3 separate regions of the Mus musculus genome follow, and all the other regions are linked to region 1. A link is a contact called in public Micro-C and promoter capture Hi-C data. All regions are on one chromosome and are shown on one strand. Each heading gives the region's core, a stretch centred on a gene start, on an enhancer-like site or on the middle of the called end of the contact. The rest is flanking DNA. Distances are from core to core; before and after follow the strand shown. Region 1 holds the start of Bdkrb2 (bradykinin receptor, beta 2). Region 2 has its middle 16 kb from the start of AU015791. Region 3 holds the start of D430019H16Rik (RIKEN cDNA D430019H16 gene).

The links. Hi-C and Micro-C count contacts between places; a contact is called where the count stands out from the background. Capture Hi-C pulls out chosen DNA fragments and counts their contacts.
Region 2: a contact with region 1 is called in a Micro-C map of muscle stem cells, with 4 times the contacts expected there. The contact joins the enhancer-like site here to the promoter of Bdkrb2 in region 1. A contact is called at or near these places in 1 of 39 promoter capture datasets (the C10 cell line), 16 of 484 Hi-C or Micro-C datasets (the Ba/F3 cell line, the C2C12 cell line, the N1E-115 cell line and 11 more), 7 of 115 datasets of contacts at active chromatin or transcription factors (acute myeloid leukemia, bone marrow-derived dendritic cells, embryonic limb bud and 3 more) and 3 of 9 other capture datasets (adipose tissue, liver and pancreatic islet).
Region 3: a contact with region 1 is called in a promoter capture Hi-C map of adipose tissue. The contact joins the promoter of D430019H16Rik here to the promoter of Bdkrb2 in region 1. A contact is called at or near these places in 12 of 39 promoter capture datasets (the 3T3-L1 cell line, 3T3-L1-derived adipocytes, the HPC-7 cell line and 8 more), 1 of 484 Hi-C or Micro-C datasets (embryonic stem cells), 3 of 115 datasets of contacts at active chromatin or transcription factors (embryonic forebrain and embryonic stem cells) and 2 of 9 other capture datasets (adipose tissue and pancreatic islet).

The regions. Positions count from the first base shown.
Region 1 is chr12:105,560,097-105,564,539 of GRCm38.p6, reverse strand. It overlaps Bdkrb2 (bradykinin receptor, beta 2), which reads right to left and starts at 1,368. Exons shown (of 3, transcript NM_009747.2): 1 at 1,292-1,368.
Region 2 is chr12:105,495,062-105,500,010 of GRCm38.p6, reverse strand. No RefSeq gene overlaps it. Among named protein-coding and RNA genes, the nearest start is that of AU015791, 16 kb to the left of the region's middle. Within about 2 kb of position 1,395, at least 29 of the 459 cell types and tissues checked have an H3K27ac peak or open chromatin away from gene starts, as enhancers often do. A contact at or near this core is called in the Ba/F3 cell line, the C2C12 cell line, the N1E-115 cell line and 3 more, where this site is marked.
Region 3 is chr12:105,450,635-105,455,531 of GRCm38.p6, reverse strand. D430019H16Rik (RIKEN cDNA D430019H16 gene) reads right to left here and starts at 1,676. Exons shown (of 2, transcript NM_001252508.1): 1 at 1,382-1,676. The coding sequence starts at 1,408.

The DNA of each region.
Region 1 (4,443 bases), core at 119-2,618:
TCATTTTTTTAAAGGTGACACAGCCCGCCTCCCATGAAGTTATGGGAGTCCCTTGGCAATGTAAGAAGGACTTGGTGAAGTTGTGACCTTCTCCAGACTCAGTTTCCCCATCTGTGCTGGGGGCCTTGCAGGGTGTGATTACAGGGGATTTTTCTTTCCCCCCTAACACATCAAGCGGCAGTGCGCAAGTTCAGGATAGAGCTGTCATGGACTCCTAGGGTCCACTGCCAGGCAAGCACAGGAGTTTTTCCACTTTTAATATTTTCTCCAGCCCCCCTTTCCTGCCTGCCCCTGCCCCGATCCAAGCGGAGGAAAACAGCAAACTCCGCTCCCGAGTCTCACAACTGTGGGGGTGTTCCCAACACCCACACTGCTGTTAGGGCACAGCGGGGGACCAGATTCTCTACAAGCCCTTCTCTGACACAGAAGGGCCAGGAGTTGTGTCTGGCATGGCACCACACCCACACTCGGCAGAGCTCCTGCTTCCTGTGGAGGGCTGGAGAGAGCCACAGGCAGCCTGTGACTCAGGAAGGCGCATTCTAACCTGCCTAACCCGCGAGCATCACTGCTGCACCCAACACAGAGGCCACGGAGCTACCAACCAGCAACCTGGGTAACGCAAATTGCACACGTGGCGCGCCGCGCCGCCGTGGGGAGATCGCATTTCTGTCTGCATTAAAAGGAGCCGCCGAGTCTTCTTTGTGGCCCTGGTCCCGAGATATAAAATCTTCGCCAACTATGTTACCCATGGGGTAAAAGCGGAGCTGCGATTTGAACCCAAGACAACACACCAAGCTCACCCATAAGCACTACCTTGATGGAAGAACAGGGCAGGGGACACTAAGTATTTGTGGATTAAAGCTGCCACCACTGGCCCAGATGAGGCGCAACAGACAAAGTCTCCTTTCTGTATTAATCTCCGCCAAACACTTTGCAGACAGAGAAAACAAGGCCTAGAGACGTGACAGCGACTCTCCGGGGGTCACAAAATACCATCAGTGGCTCAGTGAATAAAAAGCCGGACTCTGGACACCTGTCCTGCTGCCTGGCGCTCACTCCTTTAGCCCATGGTGTCTACATGAAACCTATAAAACTCAAACCACTGGTCGCTCACAGGGAAAAGATGAGCTGGAACAGGCAAGGCAAACCCCCTGCCTGTAAGCATCTGTAATCCTTCCTCGCTTCATTTCTCAGACCTAGGGGAGGAAGGAATCTTCCTCCAGTTCCCCGAGACTCAATTTCAGCTGGGATAGTTGCGCTCTCCATTAACGAGCCCATGCCGGAAACTCACCTTTTCTCAAGCGAGCCGGTTCTGTGTTGTAGGGAGTCCCTCGGTCCAGGTTCAGCGGCTGCCTGACACGCCTTCCCAACAGCCCTACTATCCACTCCCCTGAGGAGCGAAGCTGGAGTGGCACGGGGAACAGCTCATCTTTCAAGGGCTGGCCGGTGATGTCATCACTCTCCTGGGCACCTCCCCCCTCCACCTCTAGTCCAGATCAGCTCCAGGCTCCCTCCGGGATCAGCAGCAGTTCTTAGCGGTGGTGCTTTTGGACCTCCTAGCTGCGGAGGCCAAATCAGGATGGCCACAGGTTGTCCCCCGTGGGTGCAGACCATGGTCGGGTCCCGGAGCCTAGGCTGGTAAATGTTTCCCCTGCAGCTCGAACAGCCACGGAGACCACGTGAATGCCTGTGTTTAACACAACACTGTTTACCGTGACAGGGTCTCCTGAAGTGATTGTTTTGCTCCTGAGTTTTAGGTGCAAACAGTGGGCATTTACAGAGGATGTAAATAGAAGGCAGCCAGTTGGGATGGAGGGTTTCTGAACGTGTTTTTTATTTTGCTTTGGCCGTGCACAACTCCCAGGGGTGCTGAGGCAGAAACTAGGATACAACTCAGACAAGGGACACACTGCTGGCCAAGTCCTTGAGTGAGCTGTGTGCTGGCCCCTGCCAGATACGGGACTTCCTCTGGGGAATTTAGAAGCAGTTTCTTCCTCTCCTTCTAAGCTCTGTCTTTTTTCATTTTCTTTGAAGATCTGCTAAAGACCCATTGCGCTTTCCTCTCCAGATGAGAGGAGGATGCAGGGAAGATCAGAGACCAGTCCAGAGAGAGCCTAGGGTTCCAGGAATGCACACAGACAGAGCTCCAGCAGCTGTCCCCCTGTCCCTGACCAAATAGGGATGGGGCAGCGGCAGAGGTCGTGAATCCAACCCTGTCTTGGCTTCAGACTGACTGAAATGAGTCAAAGCTCTTGTGACCTGAGTGTCCCATTGCCCCATCTGCACCTCTGGCCTGTCTGACCACAGGGAGCTTCCGAGGCATGGGACCTCTGGTCCACTTGGGTGAGTGAGCCTGTGATCTGGCTAAGATGATGCTGTGTGCCTACCCACTCGTGCAGGGGAAACCACCACAGCCCTGAAGGGTCACAAGGGAAGGGTCCTTCATGAGCTTTGCAGAGCAGACAGAAGCTGAGTGGTGATTCACAGAAACCAAGGCTGCAGGGTCTAGAGTCAGAGGTCTGCTTAGCTCTCCATATTGGGAAGCAGACTCAAAACCAAGAACAATGCCCCCCCTCCCCCAAAGCCCCACTATCTTGCCCTCATTCTGTAGAGTGCTGGTTGGTCTGGAGTGACAGACTCCGTTCACGTTCCAAACTCTTTTCTTGCTGGGTTTTCTGATGGGAAGCACTTGACCTTTTCACCTCGAAGCCAGATCCTCAGCAGCTCGGAAGAGTCCTATACCACGAGAACATCAGAGTTGATAATTCCCAGGTTAGCTAGCCCCATCTGTCACCCCGACAGAAGCTGCCCCTACTGGTCTGACTTGCTGTCGTGAACGCTAGTGTGGCACTGGAAGAAGTCTTCTCTTGTAAGTCACCTGGAGTTATGTTGTTGTGTCCAGCTGTCAGACGAATCTAGAAAACTTATAGACACCCACACCCCTGTTTATTGACACTAATAATGAACTGTTCCTCCAGCTAGCCACCTATGTCTTTATGCCACTCCCTGCCTCCTTCCTCTCTTCCTCCTCCTCTCCCTCCTTCCTCCCCACTTCTCTCTCCTCTCTCCTTTCTCCACTGTCACCCTCTCCTTTCTCTCTTACACCCACTGGTTCATCTAGCCACCTGTTCATCTCAGGCATTCATAGGCAGCAGAAAAGGAGGGATGGGCGTACGTCCGGCCAGTCCCTGAGGGCAGAGCAGGCTGTGCAGTCATTTCAAAGCGCTCCTCCTTACGAGCTGGTAACTGGTCCTCTCTGGCTTTGTCTGCTTTTCTCGCCTTGCTTTTGCTCTGAGCAAATCTGGCTCAGCTCTTTCTGAAAGCTCTCTGAGGTGGCTGCCTCTGACGTCCTCTGCACTGTGTGTGCTTGTGCGGGGGCTGCAGAGGGAAGCTCAGTCTGGGCAGGGCTCCAGCCTTCAGCCCTCCACTATATTCAGAGAGGGCAATGGAGGGGGCCAGGTGTTCCTGTGACACTCCTGTAGCCTCCTCACCTAGCTGGGGTCCTTCACACAACATACAAAGGTTCCCCTGTGCCCCACTCTCCTCTAGTACAGTTTCCAGCCACCTCAGTCCTCTGTGCCTTAGCCCCAAGATGCCCTCTCAGCTCCCAAGTGTGTCAGGATCACATCCAACTGTGGGCTTTTGCACTGGCTGTGATCTCTGCCCTGGATGGTAGTCCCTGGTTTCTGGAAGGCTGTTTGGGGACATCCAATATGTTTGTCCAGGTACCATGTCCCGTGTGTGTCCACCAACTCCTGCATCTCCTGCACCAGCCATGGGGTTTTTCTTGGTGGGCTAAGATCCACAAGCAGGGAGCCCCATCTTTTACTGCTATTTATCACCCATGCCAAGTGGGCACCCCATAACTGGAATGAAGAAGGGAAGAGTCCCCCCACCCAACCTAACTGTGTGAAGGAGAGGCCAAGTAAAACAGAACCGCATAGAGCAGGATACCAATACATTTGTGAACGTCCACCTCTCTGCTGCAATGTTCCAGAACATTCTCTGTGTTGGTGGGAAAGAAAGACGTCCCCAAAGCTTCAAGAACTGGCCTGTGATTTTGTCCAGAAATCAATGGTTGGTTTTGACCAGAAAGCTGTGACTGGATATCTATCTATCTATCTATCTATCTATCTATCTATCTATCTATCTATCTATCTATCTATCTATCCATCTCTTCTACCTGTCTGTCCATCTACATATCTACATATATGTACACATATCTTCTACTTAGCTGTCTATCTACATATGTACATGTATTGAAAGAATTTATTAAATCAGCTTATGTTGAAATAGTAAGAACAGCTCTCTCACACACTTGAGAGCCTGAGAACTGAGTAGTTTTTGCTCCTTAAGACCGGGCACCTTAGCAGTTCCAATCTGGTACTGAAAACCCAGATGGTTCTTGAAGAGCCTCTGGACTCAGTCTACTATGGAAGCCTG
Region 2 (4,949 bases), core at 146-2,645, 65 kb after region 1:
ATGCACAGAGGGGACTCACAGAAGTTTGGGGTCCCAAATACCACAGGGTGGTCCAGACAGGTGATGGTAGAGCAAGCAAAGATTTTGAGTTTGGGGATGAAGGGAGACCCTGAGATCATCCTTGGGTAAGGGATTCATTAATGTGGGGGTAACAGTTATGGCAGGAACTGTGAGGAGGGTTCACACCCATGTGAGATGGGTTTATATCCATGTGAGGAGGGTTCACACCCATGTGAGGACAGTTCACACCCATGTGAGATGGGTTCACACTCATGTGATATGTGTTCACACCCATGTGAGGACAGTTCACACCCATGTGAGATGGGTTCACACTCATGTGAGATGTGTTCACATCCATTTGAGGAGGGTTCACACCCATGTGAGGACAGTTCACACCCATGTGAGATGGGTTCACACTCATATGATATGTGTTCACATCCATTTGAGGAGGGTTCACACCCATGTGAGGAGGGTTCACACCCACATAGGAGAGTGTGTAGGGAGTTGCCTTCTCACAGGTTTCAGAGGAAAGGGGAGGTTTCATACCATGTAACTGACACACAGCTCACCTTGCAGGCCTGCAGACATGCTTTTCTGGGTTCCCAGGGATCAGGGGGAGGAGAGGCAATCCTGCATTGAGTGGAGGTGGGGGTGGACTAGGTGTCATGGAGGAAGAGCACTCCTAGCTAAGGCATACCTTTATACAGGTAGGCAATATGTTGCTATAGCCGCCTAATGACTTCTGGTGCCTGGTAGCCTGGGCCTACCTATAGACTTTCCTGGAGGAATGAGGACTGTGGCACCTGCTGTCTAATCCCACCACCTGGGAGCAGGGTTTGCAGTGTATAGACAGGCTTCTGGGAGGGACTTGCTGGTCCCTTTACAGCAACAGTTCTTAGCCTGTGGGTCACGACCCCTGGGGGGCGTCAAAGGATCCTTTCACAGCTGTCACATATCAGATATCCTGCATATCAGATGTTTACAGTATGATTCATAGCACTGGTAAAATTACAGTTGTGAAATAGCAATGAGGGTAATTTTGTGGCTGGGGGTCACCACAGCACGAGGAACTGTACTGAAGGGTCACACGCAGCATAAAGAAGGCTGAGAGCTCTGTGCTCCAGCAGCTGAGAGAAAGAGGCTGTTGCAGATGGGCATAGCCAGGTTTAGCCCCTACCCTAAACGTAAACGGAGGGTGGTCATATTGTCTTGGCCCGGAGAGGCCCTTGCCTTATAGGGGAAAAAAAATCACACAAGGTAGGCAAGAGGACAGGGAAGGGGGTCTTGGCAGAGCCCTTTGACTGGGCCAGGGGTCGGGTGTGATCTGCTGAGTGTGGGTGCCCTTCAGAGCAGACTAACAGCTGTGTCTGACACAGACTCCTTTCCTCCCACCCCTGTGGTCAGCAGCCTCTGAGCAGACTGTTCCATTCAGTCAAAGCCAAGACAGAACCAGAATTGCCCATCACCCTCCTTGTGAGCAGCTGGGCAGAATGGATTTCGAGACAGTGGAAGCTGAGGGGCTCTGGGGTATCCTGAGAGAATTTGGCTTCTCGTCCCGTAACAACTTTACGGAATCATTGAACTGCACAGGGACTTGGGCCTTCTTCTCTGGTCATATTGGGAAAGTGCCTCGGGACTGGGTTCACTCCCTGATCTGCAGTTAGGACTCCAGCTCTGTCTGGATGGTCTTCTCATGAGCCATCCATTCGATTGCTCTGTGGGGACCCACTGTAAAGTTTAGCAACTTCTCCTTGTGAGGCCATGCGAACCACAGTAAGGTATAAAAGTCACCCCATGGCTTCTGCTGTCTGCATTGAAACAGGCTGGGTGAGGGCCCTGGCCTCACAAAGACCCTGTGCTGAGATCGCATGGTGTGGTGGTGTCGGTGGGGTGAGGTTTCCAGCTCTTTCCACTGTTTCTAGCACCACACTGCCCCCTGCAGGGATGGCTTGCACTCTGACTTTCCACAGAGCGCGTTCTCTCACTGCGGAAGTAAGGGGTGTTCTCCTTAACCTTGTTGGGGGGGGGGCACACAGGGGGAATTAATTAGCTTTCTGGATTTTCCTGCCCTGCCAAGGTCTCTAAAGGACTCCCTAAGAGGGGAAGGTAGATCAGGAACATAAGTTTAACACATACACTCCCTCCTAGTGGCAGGAATAAGAGATGGAAGGGGAGGCATCACACATGGCCCCTGACAGCTGCCCACCTCCACAGCACACTTGGGTCCTCCGGGCATGGATACAGGTGGTAGGGGACAGGATTTCATGGCTCCAGGCAACCCCTCCGAGTTCCCTTCTCCAGCGTGGCTCCCAGAAGCACCTGATATCCACCAGTGGGATGGATCATGACAGATCTGTCATCAGTCATATTGTATTGACATTGTCCTGGTCATCTGCTGATGTGCTGACCCGCCTTGTCAAACTGTAGCTCACTCTAAGCACATGGGATGTGGGGAGGAGCAGATGTGTGGGGACCTTGTTGAGGGGCTTTGTAAAGAGCGGTTTTGCTGGAAGCAGTTCCTACCGTGCCAGAACCCAAGCACCTGGGGCTAGCATTGCCTGATTCTTCCGCTTTTCTGGATAGGGAGGGCCACCTCCATTCCAAGCTCCACACAGTTGGTTTGCAAAGCAAGAAACAGGATTAGCAAGATCCAGGTGAAACAGATGAGAAGCAGGCCGAGACTGCTGTCGGATGCATTTTGCCTACTTGCTTCCACTCTCCCTGGCATGTTCCTCTACTCTGCAGCTGGGGCATTCCTTTGCCCATATCAGAACCAGCTTCTTCAGGATTCCAGTTTACACTGAAGACCAGTAGCTCTCTAGGAGTCCTCTAAATCAGTGTCTCTCAACCTTCCTAACACTGTGTCCCTTTCATACCGTTCCTCGTGTTGTGGTGGCCCCCAACCATAAAATGATTTCCGCTGCTACTTCGTAACTGTAACTTTGCTGCTGCTATGATTTGCAATGTAAGTATCTGTATTCTGTATTTTGTGTCCTTTGGAGGATTGAGACCTACAAGTTGAGACTGTTGCTCTGTGCCTTTGGCACCAGTTGGGACCAGCTGGGACATCCAGCCTCACAGACTGGATAACTACTGGCTTCTTTGTCTCTCTAACAGGAGACACAGCCACTGTTGGATGACAGGGACCACAGCCTGTGTGCCAATCTACTAATCCGTTCCGTTTGCTCCGTTAGAGAAGCTGGTTAGTCCAGCCACAGACTGCTCCCCCAGGGGCTGATCACAAGCTAAGGGGGTCGACTGCTCAAGCCTCTGCCTTCTAAGCATGTGTTCCTGCCTTGAGGTGTCACGTCTCCCAAAAACTAAAGCAAGAGTGACCGGGGACCTCCAGAGCCATAAGGAGGCGACCTTGTCCTCTATGTTTATTTTACATAAACGCATAATATATGCGTGTGAAGAGTGCATGCCAAAGCACACATAGGGAGGTCAGAGGACAGCTCTTTGGAACCGGTTCTCTTCTTCCACTCATGTGGCTTGCGAGGGATTGAATTCAGCATCGAGGTTTTGCACTGAGTGACTTTACCCTCTGACCATCTCACCAACCCAACCCTATGCATTTTCTTTATAAGTTAACTGCATCAGGTATTTCACGGAACTAATGGGACCTGACCAGTGTGTCTATCCTCCCTAGTCTTGGCCAGAGCACTGCGCAGACCGCGATGTGTTTGTGTGTTTTAGCAATGCTAATTCTAGCTCCTGTAACAGCCCTAGGCGATGGATGGTTTATAAACAAAATTTTATTTCTTGCAGCTCTGGAGACTGGGAGACTCAGACCAGGATGTCTGCACATGGAAGCACCTCAGGTCCCCTTTTAAAACTGCCTTTAGCCCAAGCTACTGCTACACCTTGACCCTGACTACAAACACCCTGACCAGAGATCCTCAAAGCCACGGGTGCTTGCCCTCAAACCCCGTGCTTGCTTTAATTCCCCATAACTCAGCTCCTACGTGCTGCTCCATTCTTTGTGTACATATGTGTGTGCAAGTGCATGTGCGTATGTGTGCATGCATGTGAAATTTGGATGATAACTTTGGGTTTTGTTTCTAAAGTATTGTGCTAGATAGTTTTATGTTAACTGGACACCCAACCCCTGGCTTCTCAATGGTTCACCCTTCACTCCATGATTCTCCACTGGTCTCCTCTCCTCTCCTCTCCTCTCCTCTCCTCTCCTCTCCTCTCCTCTCCTCTCCTCTCCTCTCCTCCCCTCTCCTCCCCACTTCTTTTCCTTTCCTCTCCTCCCCTCCCCTCCCCACTTCCTTTCCTTTCCTTTCCTCTCCTCTCCTCTCCTCTCCTTCCCTCCCCTCCCCTTCCCTCTCCTCCCCACTTCTTTTCCTTTCCTCTCCTCCCCTCCCCTCCCCACTTCCTTTCCTTTCCTTTCCTTTCCTTTCCTTTCCTTTCCTCTCCTCTCCTCTCCTCTCCTCTCCTCTCCTCTCCTCTCCTCTCCTCTCCTCTCCTCTCCTCTCTTCCCCTCCCCTCCCCTCCCCTCTCCCCCCTCCCCTCCTCTTCCTTCCCCTCCCTTCCCCTCCCTTCCCCTCCCCTCCCCTCCCCTCTTCTTTTAAATATGGGTCCCGAGGCTTGAACTCAGGTCCTTGTGCTTGCAAGGCAAGCACTTTACCAACTGAGCCACCCACCCCCAGCTCTCCTGTCCCCAAACCATCTCCTTTATTTGTTCCTCTCCTTTCCTCATCTGAGGGTCAGGGCTTTGCTCTATTCACTACCTAGAGCAGAACCTGGCTTAAACCGCTGGCTGCGGTCGAGCAGGTAACAGACTTGTTTATTTCTTCTTTAACTCCAGGGTCTTGATTGTCTGGCCTGGGGTGCCAGCCTGGTACAGAGCCTTTTCTGGCTCCCCATCACCCAACCCCTGGCTTCTCAATGGTTCACCCTTCACTCCGTGATTCTCCACTGGTCGTCTGTCTTCTCCCAGAAGG
Region 3 (4,897 bases), core at 427-2,926, 110 kb after region 1:
CAAGCTCTGCCCACAGGTGCTGAAAAGCCCTGTTTATTTTGTCAGGTTGCCATAGCAACTGTGGATGCTCTAGCCAGCCCCAAGGTTAGTTAGTAATGATCAATTTATCCTGTAACCATGGGAACAGCAGCTTCTGTGGGATGCAGAGAGGGAGGCAGCCTCAGACATCCTGTGAGCTTTCTCTTTCTTCAGTTAGCACTCAGCTAAGCCCACCTACATCGAGAGTGGTAGTGACTGTTTTGCACATGATGGTATTTACACACGGGTTGAATATGATTAGCTGGGTCATGTTACAGGAGCTGTTAGAGCTCACAGCTTGCTTGCTTCAGAGCTAGCCCAAAGCCTGGGGTCCTGACTCCCCAGAGCCAACTTGGGGACTTTGGCTCCTTTGATGTTCCCGTTTGGGAACAACCCTCCATATCCAGTCTGGCTTTTGAAGTTACATCTTAAACAGACTTCCAACACACCGGCAAAAGTCTGGCGAAAGTGTGCCTTCGAACATCACTCCGGAAAACAAGCAGCAGTGTTGGGGGGGGGGGGGCAGGTCCTTGACAAGCACCCAGGAGACAGGATGTCGCCCCTATCACTCTGCTCCCAGCACAACCTCAGAAGGTGAAATATCATGGTTTGGGACTTGTGTCCGGCCAAATGTAGCCTTTACCCATGGTCGACTCTGGGTCTTCCCAGGGGCCACACACAATCCCAGAAAAGGGTGTGTGTCTTTGTTCTGGCTCAAGAGAACACCAAGGATCACAACTCAGGGGATTCTCCTGCAGCGGAGACCAGGCAGAGCGCCAAGAGGTCATTTGTCCGCCTGCCACGAGGAACCTGTTTTGTGTGGGGACGGATGGTGGTTCCCTGCTCAAACCCAGCACAAAGCAAAAATGCTTTTAAACCATGCATCTCTATCACAAAGCCCTGTCACACTGCCTTCCTGAGCGCTAGAGACTAAAGTCCCACCCACAGTGGAGAAGAAAGGGGGTGGGGGGTTCCCAGAGGACACCAACAAGTACCAGCGCCGAGCAAAACCAGAATGGGGAGAGCAGCTTCCCCTCTGCCAGTCCAGGGGCTCCAGAGCAAACAGCGGGTGGGGGTTGGGCAGGGAGGGGCCACTTCAACTGCCCAGGCTCCTCGGAACTGTCTTTCTCAGAAGTAGGGGTGCTCAGTGGAGACAGCCCTACTGCACCCCTCGATGTGCAAGGGGTATGGGCCACTCCATCCAGGACAGTCAAGCTCCCGAGTACGTACACCAGGTGGGGCTCCCCGGCTCGGGACAAAGGACCTGGCCACGGATGCAAGAGATGCACCCGGGAGGACAGCGAGGCTGGGGTCCTGCAAACTTGGAGACCCTAGGACGCGTGGGGGGAAGATTCCAGGTTACCTGAGCGGCCATAAAAGACAGATCCATGGTGTCACGGCTGGTGTGGCTGCTGCTGCTGCTGCTGCTGCTGCTGCTGCTGCCCCTGCTCCAGTCCTCGCTGTTGCTGCTGCTGTCGTCGCCGTCGCCGCTGCGAGTCCAGCCTCCCGCACAATTATCAGAGAGCGGGCGGAACCGCGAGCAGGTGCCCTCGGGCCCCGGCGACCGTGACCTCAGCAGCCCTGGCGTGGTGGCGAGTCTCCAGCCCTCTCAGCGCCCTGGCTGGCTCCAGGCTTCGGCTCCAGACGCCTCCAAGTGGGCGGGAGACCCCGGGCGCGGCGCCCCTCCACGTGACCACTCCCAACCACACCCCCGAGGGCGGGCCAAGCCAGACCCTTGATTTCTAGCAGTCCTCTCTCTACCCTGGCCAAATGGGGAAAGTGAGGTCTGAGGCGAGCCAGCTGGGGCGATGGGTGCCCTTCCCAGGGCACTTGACTCCAGCCCCAAAAGTGCTTTCCGGGAGTTGTTTGAGTAGATGTGTCTGGCTTTCGGTGGCAACCCTGCTCCTACACTTCTGAAGGCTTGGCTCTTGAACTGAGCAGAACAAAGCGGAAAGTCTAGCATTTTTGTATTGTGCGGTTTGGGTGAATTAGTGCTCGTTTGAATCTGAGTATCCTCGTTTGTAGAATGGGAGTAACGGAACCTAGGGATTATGTCTCCACAGGATGAGCTGTAGGAAGGCCCTTAGTGGAGACCATGGAGTGAATCGCATACATAACCTGCAAACAGTGCCTGTGGTTCAGTTACCAGAAAAGTAGCCCAAGTCACGGTTATCGATGCAGTGAAGGGAGCCACAGAGGTACCCAGAGGGGCCTGTTGCTCTCTGGGAGTGTGTGTGTCCATCCCTCCAGTCTCTTTCCCCCCTCCCCCTTCCTTTTCTCCTTCCCACCTCCTGCCCCGTGCTTCCGGTTTGTTTCCTTTCTTGCTTCCTGGGTCTCTAACTCTTCCAGGCTCAACTCTTCCTCGCTCCCTCACTCTGGCATCTATCACTTCTGCACCCTTCCAGGCCAAGCACTGGCCTTCAGTCTCAGTGCCCCCCGGAACCCCACTGGTTCCCACCGGGCTACAGCAGCGGGTCTTAACCGACATAATGTTGCAACCCTTCAATACAGTTCCTCATGCTGTGGTGATCCCTGAACATAAAATTATTTTCGTTGCTACTTCACGACTGTAATTTTGCTATTGTTATGGTTCGTAATGTAAATATCTGATATGCAGGATATCTGATATGCGATTCTTGTGAAAGGGTCATTTGACCCCAAAGGGGTCGTGATGCCAAGGTTGAGAACGACTGCTCTATGGCCTGGCAGTTCCTCAGCCCACCCAGAACCTTCACATCCACTGCACTTTCACCATGAAGCCATTCTTGCAGAGGTTTGTAGGTGTGTGTGTGTTTGTCTATGTGTTTATGTGTGCATATGTGTGAGTGCATATGTATGTATGTGTGCATTGTGTGTATGTGTGTGTGCATGTGTGGTGTACAACTTAAACAACAATGCCTCCTCCATGCAGTCACACAGAAAGAATAAATGGAGCTGGAGAAATGGCCCAGCCATGAAAGGCTCAGGCTCACAATTACACAGACTAAGCAATGGTCTTTAAGCCCTGAGGGCCATCTCTTCAAAGCTTTATTGCTTGCCCCGCTGCCCCAGCCGCCTGGAATCTAAGTGTTCATGGTCCCCGACTGGTCTGTTCCCATCTCTGTACTTCTGTCACTTCAAGAAAACTCTATAAATGGAACCATGACTAATAACCCTCTAGTTAGTGTCAATCAACCCAGCTACCTGGAGGTTCATCCAGGTTGTTATAGAGAACAATTTGCTCCTTTTTTATTGCTGAGTAGTATTTTATATTATTGACGTACCACGGTTAGCTTAACTACATATCTGTCAAAGGATGTCTGTGATGTTTCTGTTCTTTGGTGTTTATGAAAACATCTGCTATATACATTTATGTCTGAGTTATTTTCATGAACACGTCTGTCACCCATTCCTAAGGCTGTGGTCCTGGAGCAATGTCACTTCTACAGTATGTCCAGTAGATTAGGGCCTTGCCTAGTGTGATGGTTTGTATATCCTTGGACCAGGGAGTGGCACCATCTGAAGGTGTGGCCTTGTTGGAATAGGTGTGACCTGGTTGGAATGGGTGTGTCACTGTGGGTGTGGGTATAAGATCCTCACTCTAGTTGCCTGTCAGTCAGTCTTCCACTAGCAGCCTTTGGATGAAGACGTAGAACTCTCAGCTCCTCCTGTGCCATGCCTGCCTGGATACTGCCATGCTCCCACCTTGATGATAATGGACTGAACCTCTGAACCTGTAAGCCAGCCCCAATTAAATGTTGTTTTTTATAAGACTTGCCTTGGTCATGGTGTCTGTTCACAGCAGTAAAACCCTAACTAATACACATAGCTTCTCACCCTTCAGACCTGGCCTTGCCCACTGGAAACCCAGACAGTTCTCCCAACTGTGCTCTGGAGGAAGAGAGGGACCCGGTGGAGGCAACCCAGTTGTTTTAGTTCTGTTTTGCAAGCCCCCTGAGCACCCTGTGGCCTGTACCTCACCCTAGTCCTGTGTCCTTGGACAAGGCTCATCTGCCCTCCCTGTCCCTGGGCTGTGGCTTTTCACCTTTGAAAGAAGATGAGGGGAGCCAGTCAGCATGGAGTTCACTTCCTGTGCTTTGTCACCTGTCAGTGGTAAGCATTGGCTCATCATACGGAAAAGAAGAAAAAGGTGATTTCCCATGATGCCTTAGAGCGCCACGGTTGTCCCCAGAAACTAAATCTTTGGTGTATTTCTGGTCACTCGAATGGACTTACTTTTACACATTCAAGTTATTAAGTCTTGACACACCAATGTGATTTTTTCTGTTTCTCGTGCTGGGTGTATCAATAGACCCATTTTACTGCAGAACGGCGTTCCGATGAACGGGTAACCGAAGCCTACCCAGCCGACAGGCACTGGGGTTATGCCAAGCCGTTGGCTGTTGTGAATACGTTTCTCACGTACGCTGGTGTCGAGACCTCTTTGGAGACATTCTGTTTGTTCTGTGTGTTCCACATCTGCAGCAGAACACAAAAATCTTAGTTGACTTACTTTCTTGCCAACACTTAATCCTCTCAGTGCTCTTTATTTAGCGACCCTCGTGGGTATAAAGTAGCATTTGCTTAGGTCTCAGATATGTGTTTCTGTGGCTGCAGGTGACACTGAGGCTGAGTTCACAGGCTCAGGGGCTACTCAGTGATCTCGTTCCCTCTGCGGATGCTCTGTGCAAATCGTTGACTCCGTTTTGGAAAGCTTGGATCACTTGCCATTTTGATATTGAGTTGCTAGGGTTCTTTATATATTTTGCAAACACGTTTTATATCAGACACGTGTAAATGTTTTCTCAACCCGGGGCTATTTTAGCTTTAATATAATCTAATGAATTTTTAAAATCCCAGCTAAAAACACACCTCACCTTTCCTGTTCTTTATGCTTCAG